3 separate regions of the Gossypium hirsutum genome follow, and regions 2 and 3 are each linked to region 1. Evidence: chromatin contacts called from public Hi-C data. All regions are on one chromosome and are shown on one strand. The core of a region is the stretch at or near the end of the contact, and the rest is flanking DNA. Distances in the headings are between cores, read along the strand shown.

Evidence for each region. Hi-C and Micro-C count contacts between places; a contact is called where the count stands out from the background.
Region 2: a Hi-C map of leaf shows a contact between it and region 1, with 2.3 times the contacts expected there. The contact joins the promoter of LOC107900955 here to the promoter of LOC107900952 in region 1. A contact is called at or near these places in 5 of 34 Hi-C or Micro-C datasets (anther, fibers, leaf and 1 more).
Region 3: a contact with region 1 is called in a Hi-C map of leaf, with 2.3 times the contacts expected there. The contact joins the enhancer-like site here to the promoter of LOC107900952 in region 1. A contact is called at or near these places in 3 of 34 Hi-C or Micro-C datasets (fibers and leaf).

What each region holds. Positions count from the first base shown.
Region 1 is chrD08:49,147,888-49,150,897 of Gossypium_hirsutum_v2.1, forward strand. LOC107900952 (probable alkaline/neutral invertase F) reads right to left here and starts at 1,423. Exons shown (of 5, transcript XR_005916764.1): 1 at 432-1,423.
Region 2 is chrD08:48,925,050-48,928,059 of Gossypium_hirsutum_v2.1, forward strand. It overlaps LOC107900955 (protein LEAD-SENSITIVE 1), which reads left to right and starts at 1,380. Exons shown (of 2, transcript XM_016826756.2): 1 at 1,380-1,940. The coding sequence starts at 1,847.
Region 3 is chrD08:49,011,389-49,014,398 of Gossypium_hirsutum_v2.1, forward strand. No RefSeq gene overlaps it. Among protein-coding and RNA genes, the nearest start is that of LOC121220570, 10 kb to the right of the region's middle. Within about 2 kb of position 1,538, at least 3 of the 9 cell types and tissues checked have an H3K27ac peak or open chromatin away from gene starts, as enhancers often do. A contact at or near this core is called in leaf, where this site is marked.

The sequences.
Region 1 (3,010 bases), core at 173-2,672:
CACAAGAACTTTCATAGCAAATCAAATAACAGGAACCGAAGTTATATAAGTAAAAGAATAAGACGAAGAATTAGATATAGATATAGATGATTATCATGGATGGAAAATAAGCGTAAGAAATAGATATAGATGATTATCATGCATGTAAAACAGGAATCTCCTTAACACCATTCACAAAAACAGAAAATGCCTCAAAATGCTATAGCGAAAGCGAATAGCAGTAAGCAAAATTCTGAAGATAAAATGGATTCTAACAAGCATGGATTTGAAGGCTAAAGAAAGACCGTTGAGAAAACACCTAAGACAAATGAAGCTTCATTGCAAAATAGCCAAACAAAAGAAAATGATAATATAACAAAACAAGGGAGATATCAGGATTTGAAAAATCAAAAGAAAACAAAAATGAAGACAAAGAATTAAACATAATATACCTGATTGTAATTCAAAGCCTCGGCGATAGGATCCATAGCAGCGAGCGTACCGACTGGCTTGCCTTTGTAATATACGTAAGATTTTTGTAGTCCCTCCCACGCTTCTTCCAACATCGCACCGTTTTCTGTACTCCCTAGAGGACTATCGACGGATCTGACCGCAGGCAATAAACTGTCGAGTTCCAAGTTCTCGAGACTCGAACCTACGCTAGGAGACGGCTTCAGTGACATCTGCGCCACGTTTGCATTATTGGATTTGGATATGTTCTCGTTGCTCTGCACTCTCAACGTCTTCATCGGCTTATCAAGTTTGTCAGTCGATTCATTTTCTTCCTCCAATTTGGATGACTCTTCTTTTCCGATTGTGTCTTGAAATATTTCTGTTGATATTTTTGGACTCTCTCGCTGGTTTGATTCTAGAGAAGTCTTTCCATTATCCGTCCATTTTACATTTTCAGTTTGCGAAGCTTCCTCAGGAGATTCAAGAGCTTCTTCCTCTTCATTTTGTGAACACAGGGATTTCTCGGTAATTTTAGACTTCTCAAACATGATAAAATCAAAAGATTTCTCACTCGCGTCGTCAGCTCCTTTCTCCGTGGTAGTCTCCGAAGGTTGTTCTTCGATAGGCGTCACGGTGCACTCTCCTTCGTGTTTAAGAACGATAAAAAAGTCAGCCGATTTCACCTCTTTTTCCGATGAATCTCCAAGTCCTTTCTCACTATCTCCGACTGAAAGAGTAAAATAAAGCGCAGGAACCGCCTCTGCTTCCTTTACATCTTCTAAAAGATCACACGGAGCTCTCAAAGTTGACATTCTTAAAGAAGAGAATCAAATATCAGCAGCACAATTGCACAATATACCTTTCTCAGGTCTTCCTCTTCGTTTCGTAGAAACTGAAACTGCTGGAGAGAATAGTGAGATACGGACAAAGAAAATAATGCAAAAATGGATCAGAGATGGAAGCCTAAAGGGCGTGAGCGATTGGGTACCGAATTGTGGTTCGTTTTGGAGGCTGGAAAAAAAATTTTAAAGTGTGGAAGTTGTTTTAGAATAGGTCTCAATACTTAGTTTATCTACGAAATTGCCCCTCGTCATTTCGTGCCCTGGGTGACAAGTTGGAAGTTCATAATGTACGGGCGTTTTAGAGATTAACAAAATTGTTTGTGAACTTCTTTCAGTTTTTGGTGGCGAGAGGAGTTATCGTGGGACCTTGGAGGCCGTTGGCTTTGGGCGCCAAAGGGAACACAAACAAACCCATAAACTCTTCCATTTTCTAAAAAATTAAAACAGATAAAAATTTTAAAAAATAAATTTATTAAAAAATTATTTTTCGATGAAAGTATAAGATTTTATAAAATTGCATTTAAAAATTCCTAAAATTGTAGAAAATAATTAAAATTTTATAAAAAAAGAATAAAATAAAATTTGAAACCCATGAACTTTAGGGTGGGTTTGGATGGGCGGTGCGTTGACCTGCGGTTAGTGTAAAAACAGCGGTGGAGGTGAGATTAGATACTGTAGCGATACTGTAGCGTGAGAGAAAAAGTAAGCTAAACGCACCGCACCGCACCCAATCGCCCATCCAAACTCACCCTTAGTCACCTTAGATGTTGTTTACAGTTTGAATGTTGCTTATGTCTGGAAACGAAGTGCACTACACACTTGTGCATCACAGATTTGACTGGAACCTCATCTCTATAGAAGTTATAAAATAGCTCTTCATGTGTCTATTAATGCATGGTATGAATGGAAATTGATAAAAATGAGGGATAGAATCGAAAGAGGTCAGTTCACCCATTTTAAGGTCAAAAGTTGGACAGGTAGAGAGAGTCAGGATTATTGCTTAGTGAATTAGGGTTTTGAGTGGAGAGGAATCCCTTTACTAAGTGGTATCTTGGGGTACTTATAGGAGGGGTAAGGGCCTAATGGAGGGTCCAACCAGGTCCAAATTGGGGGATATAACAATAGTCCCCCTCCTAGTCGAGAGATAGGTTAGAAAGTGACCATGCCTCGAGACTATTTGTAGGCCACCCCTGTAGGTAGTAGTTGTTGTAAAAAAAATGGGTGGTAAGTTATAGGGAACGTACCCAAAAATTGTCTTGTACTTTTATGGAGGATACAATTATTGGCCCTACGACTTGGGAATATATGGTGTCTTGTGAGGCTATTGAAATTCATTTGTACCCTTAATAATGCATTGGCAGATGGTGTTTCTATTCATGGTTGGTTCGTTTAAGTTTTCTTTTTGATTTAATGGGTGGTATGCTCATTGGCCCGGCAATCTGAAAATGCATAAAATATACCCGAGCGGTGCAATTGTCAATATAGAGGGATTAAATTTATTCGATGGAGACATGGCATATGTATATTGTGGATGCCATAATTGTACATGTAAAATAGAATAGGTTCAAGCCATCCGTATGTTGGCGTAAGAAATGCATATTATTCATTGGTGTAACAATATAAAATGTAGGGTACAAACTGTTCGTTGGTAATACAAAATTTAATAAATGCATATTATTCATTGGCGTAAGAAATACGTACTATCCGTTGGTGATATAAAACTTAAGCGGTGCAAA
Region 2 (3,010 bases), core at 130-2,629, 220 kb before region 1:
TTGCATTACAAAGTTTTTGTAGCAAATCTTTCTTATTTGGTATTGGGTATCTAATCCATTTTAAGGCTTGATTGAGAGGTTTGTAATTAATTACTAATCTTGGCGTTCCTCTTTCAAGTTCTGCATTTTTTATTACATAAAATGCTGAACAACTCCAAGGGGAACTGCTCTTTCTAATTAATTTTTATTAAGAAGGTCTTGTATTTCTTTTCTACAAAATTCTTCCATTTCTTTGTTCATTTGTATTGGTCTTGCTTTTGTGGGTATTTGTCTTTCATCAAAATCGTTTTCGTATGGTAATGTTACTTCATGTTTCTTTCTATTCCAAAAGGCATTAGGAATGTCAGAGCAAATTGTTGATTCTATTTCCTTTTTGATTTGATCTATTCTTTTTTGTATTTCTCTTTTTCTTAATTGTTCATTTAATTTTTTAAAACATATTTCTTCTTTTAGGAAAGAGATTTGCTTCTGTTTGTAATTAATTAAATTATTAATTTGTCCATTATGAATGGATAAAGATTTTAATAGGTTGAGGTTTCTTATTTTCGGTTTTTCTACAAAAGGAAATTCTACCTTAGTGTTTAAAACTTTAGTGGAGATAGAATTATTTGTTACTTTATAAGGTTTGAGTAAGGATATGAATGGGGTTCCTAATATGACATCTTGGGTAATATCTTTTACCTTTAAAAAACATGTTTAATATTTTATACCTTTGTTGGATATTTCTGCATTGGGAATTTTGTAAGTAATTTTTAATTTTTTACCATTTGCAGCCTTAAGAGATTCTGATGTTTTATTATAATATTTTGTTGGAATTATTCCTTCTCTAATGCAGTTTTGGTCTGCTCCTGTATCAAAAAGGGCTATTGTTTCTAATTGAAATTCATTATTTATGACAATATTTATTTTTATTAAATATCTTTGAATAGATACTTCAGTTAGAACCATCATATATTCTTGTGTATTTTCTTCAGGTTCAGGTTCAGTTTCTGATGAACTTTTTTCTGAGGTTTCGTCTTTTAAAGATCTAATTTGTTCCTTCATTTCTTGTTGTTCTATTTTAAGCTGAGAAAGTTCTGATTTAATCTGTTTTATTTCCAACTGTAGATATTTTGGTAGATTCCACAATTTGCTTAAGTTTAAGAAGAAATATATTAAAAAAATATTTTTGAATTATATGAGCTTGCGCTTTGAACCAAGCTTAATTTATTTAAAGTTAAACATTCTTCTATTTATTATTTCACATTTATAAAGCAATTTTAGTTAAAATAATAAAAACAACCTTTTAATATTTTCTAAATGTTACATATTTTCATATTTTTAAAATTTTCAATTGTTCAAGAATATAAAGTGCAGGGAAAAAGGAAGTAGACTTGGAAATGTAGCAAGGAATATAAAAGTGGCCTTCAATATGTAGTTTCCGTGCCTTTTCCCTTGGAAAATTCCAACTTTTTTTTTTCTTCTTATTTGTCTTCTCATTGTCTTTGGCCAACAACGCTTAGGATCCTTAGCTTGATCAACTTCCTTTGCCTCGTGATGGTGGATTTAAATTCCAAACTTCCCAAAGAAATTAGGAAAAACAACCAAGGAAACTTGTACATCAAAGATGGTCAATTTCACATTCATATCCGAAATTAAAATCACAAGAGCAAATGAGATAGTGACCTTAAAAGTATTTAATGTGTAAGTCAATTTAGCCAGGGTTGTTAGAGCCGACGATTCGTTGAACCAATAACATTAATCCAAGCTGCTAAGAACCCAGAGGCTTAAAAATGGGGGGTCAACCATAAGTAAGTTGCTCCGTGAGCAGTGTTACATTATCAGATGCAAAGAAGAAAGGTCAAAAATGGGTCTTCTTACAAATAGAGTTGAGAGGAATGAGATCAAACCAGGAGATCATATTTACACTTACAGAGCTGTTTTCGCTTACTCTCATCATGGTATCTTTTCTCTCCTTCTTTTTCTTGAGTTTTGGACATCGGAAATTTATGGGTTTCTTCTTTTCTGTAAAAAAAAGGACTTGGAAACTTTTTGCCTTGTGATCTGGGTATTCATCTAGGTTTCTGAGTTTCAATTTTTTTTTAAATTCGTGGTTCCGTTTTGCTTGCTTCAGTTTACTTCCTTTTTTCTTGTAGATTTTACTAAATGTTCGAAAATTTTCCATGTCTCAATCTTGCAATTCTTATTCTTTTGATCTTTTTGGCTATTTTGTACCAATAATATTCTGGGTCTTGGTAACACACAGGTAAAAGTTACCCCTTTTTTCATGAAGAGGTGAAATTTTACTCCAAAATCTCTGAAACTGAAAATGGTCTTATAAACTAAGATACCTTTCCTTGTCATTGTGCCGTAGAATGTCTAGGATTGACATGACGACATCCTTTATTTTCTGTCAGAGGTTTTAAGTTTTTCTTTTCTTCGTTTGCGACAAGTAATGGTTCTGAGGGGTAATATTTTAAGATGAAGAGAGCTAATAGAAAACTTTAAACCCTTTCTGAACCTGGGGAATGGAGTGGAAGATAGATAATATGGTGGTCTCTGTCTTAAGCTACAGGAATGTTATCATTGGCCGTTGATGCTTTTTGCATTTTCTTTTGAATCAAGATTGGCCTTTGTCAAATTAGCTATGTAAAGTGTTCTATAGAAAGTAATTGTTACAAAGGCCACACAGTTACTTGGTTATGTCGTTGAGCAATCAAATACTGTCTTGTTACTATGATGAAGTTCATTCACTAGCTTTATTTTCAAAAGTCTACAGTTCTTAGCTTGAAAAAGTTATGAGGACAATAAGTCTCGGCCACTATCCCACAGCCAGAATCCTAAATGTTGCACCTATTCTTATATTTGTTTCTATCTTTCCTTTCTTCTTGTTCAGAAGTTGCATTGTCACGAAAGATTCGAAGTTCCGATCCCAATCATGCATCTCTTAAGCCACAAAATTTTAGGTCCATTCTTTTTGTTCTATAGGTTAACTGCTAAAACTTGAAATGGTAGCTGATATTCTTGGACT
Region 3 (3,010 bases), core at 288-2,787, 140 kb before region 1:
TTCAATTTTGATATTTTTTATTTAATATTTTATTTGAAGGCATGTGCCTATTAGTAGATGCTGTCTTTTCTTTTGTTTATATTTTCTCTTCTTGGATTTTCTGATGTCATTTTAAGATGGTTATTGTATGACTACTCAATTGCCAACTAATATTTGTAGTTTTCAATTTTACTGAAGCCTAACAACATGTGATTGATGTGACCAACAAGAAGTTTTGTTGTTTTGAGAGAAGGTGAAACATTCGACTTTTACTTTTAAGAGAAAAATGGTTTAGAAAATGGAAATGATTTTGTCTAGAATTATAAATGAACTTATGAGCTGCAAATAAAGATCTAAAAGAACAGACTTACATTGTTAAAATATGGTGTCAGTTTTAATAAATGAACTTTTCTAGAATTTAAAGATTTAATTTTTAATTTTTAATTTTTTTAATTTTCATATTTTTAAATGTAAAAGTCTTAATCTAATTATTTTCATAGGTAGCTTAAATCAACATGTTAAATTAATACGTTTTGACAAAAAAAAAACTTATAATTTTAATTATTGAACTGAAATTTTAAATAAAAACTCAAATGATTAAATTTTTTTTTTTTCAAATATGAGGACTAAATCTTAATTTTTATCAAAATACAATAACAGCATATTTTAATCTATGAGGGCTAAAAGTGAACAACTTTATTTACCATTTCACGTGATGTAAATTTTTATATTGTTTTTTTATTTTTCACTACCCAGTTGGTGTACAGAAGAGTAACAAACATTATTTTGCTTTTTTGATTTGTTATTTTATAAGACGAAGATTTGATTGTATTATATACCTTCGAACTTTCGATTTAGTCGATGAAAACTTAAATCAATAGAAATCTTGTTTGGTTGACATTTTCATTTTGATTTTACTTTCTTGTAAACAAGTAACTAAAGCAAAATAAAATACGATAAGCAATCACAAAAGTAGCAAATTACTGTGTTCGTAAACTGCATAAAGCAATAGGCTTAAGATCTCATATATATATATATATATTATATTTTCATTCCATTTAACGCATATTTTTGTCGTGGAACTGGGAACATGGCTAATTGATACTCAGGGGGAAAAACCAATATATATATATTGAAAAGGAAAGAATCATACTCGACAGACAACCCAACTAAAGGACGAACAATTTACATTTCAAGGCAATCATTTTGATTCTGATGTTATGTATTCGACATGGTGGACGGTATTAATTGATCACGCGCCGTGTATGACGGATCCCAAATTTCAAAAGAGATTATATTTTATAAAAAAACTATATAGATTTCAATTTTAAAAACGATACCTCAAGATTCAAATCTTGAATAAATTATAAAATAAATAAAGAAGAGAAAATCCAATTAATAAGTTCAAAATTGACCCAATTAGTTGAGTAAACCCAAAGTGAACACCTAATTAGATAGATTAAACAAATAATCCTTACGGTTTGCCACGATGAGAAGGGCAGATAGGGAGGAAAGGTGGTTGTGTTACGCGAGAAAATTTCAACAGAAAATATAATATTGGTCATATAATTCATTAAAGGTAGCGCAAGAGACAAGCGGTTCTGGGACCATACGGACCCCCCTTCATTTACCACCAGTCAAATCCGCACATGCAAAATTCATATTCGATCGAATATACTTATTTAATATATTAAATTATAAAAAAATTTAATTTTTTGATTTATGTTAAAAATTATTTATAGTTTATGCTGCATCAGTGAATAATAACTTTATACTTCTTCGTTACATAAAACAAAAAATAGTGAAAAGGCTTATATATAAAGTTATTAATATTTATTTACAAGTCATTCATTTTTTTGTTTAATTTAATGATGATTTATTATGTTATTATTCAATTGATAGCATATGAGACTCATCTACCGACTATACATAAAATATTATTCCTTAAATTATAGTACACTAACGATGTAATTGAGAAAAAATTCGGAATAATTATATTTATAAAAATTAAAGGGAGAATGCTTGATGCACCTTTGATTTATAGATCTCATGCACAATTAATTAATAATAAGATGACACATCATTATTGCTGTAAAAAAGAAAAAAAACACATAGTGAATTGTTTAAAAAATAAAGTTAATTATAATTATTAAACATAAATAAATACAAATACATCAACCTCGAGATCAGAAACTTGAAATCAAACATCCAATGTTCAAAACCTGAAACTCAAAAGAACAACAAAAAAAATTAAAATTTATATTTAATTATGTTTGAACAAAGTTAATATTTTTATTTTTATTTTTTAAGTCTTTCAATATTTTTTTATTTTACACTAAGGATAATGTGTCATCTTATTATTAACTTATGGTACATGAAATCTATACACTAATAATGCATTGTATATTAATCCAAAATTAAACGATGCTTTGGTTAAAATGATAAAATTTATAATGTGTTTAATTTTACTTTCGGGATAACATAATGTTTGGTTTGAACTTTTTCTATGTAATTTTTTTATTGATTTATAAAAATATATAAAAAATAAAAACACTTATAGTAAATTTATTTTATAAAAAATAATAGGTTCATCGGCACCTTGACCTTTACCACAAGGCCGTAGATTTCTCCCTCGTTCAACTTAGCTTTCTTCGATAAGTTCAACACGCAGTTCCATATTTCTCGTTTGACATTTCGAAATTTTGGATGTTGAATCTTATATATAAGAGCCTATCCTAGTGGATAAAAATAGGTTTACGTTTGGCCATAAGCCATTCCACATGGATGCTACAAAATTTCCATCCTCAATTAATTAAAAACTTAGTCTATTTGAAGACGACTGGTGCAATGTAGGACTTGCTTGGCATGTTTAGTAGCCCAATTTACTTCTAACCAAGTACATAAATGCACAACATGAAAGCTATCCATATTATTTGGATATCTTGGAATTTCTCAGATCATATTGAACTGTTGCAAAACTTAATACGACCGTTGCCACTCAATGCAAGAGAAGCATATAAACGACATGCAC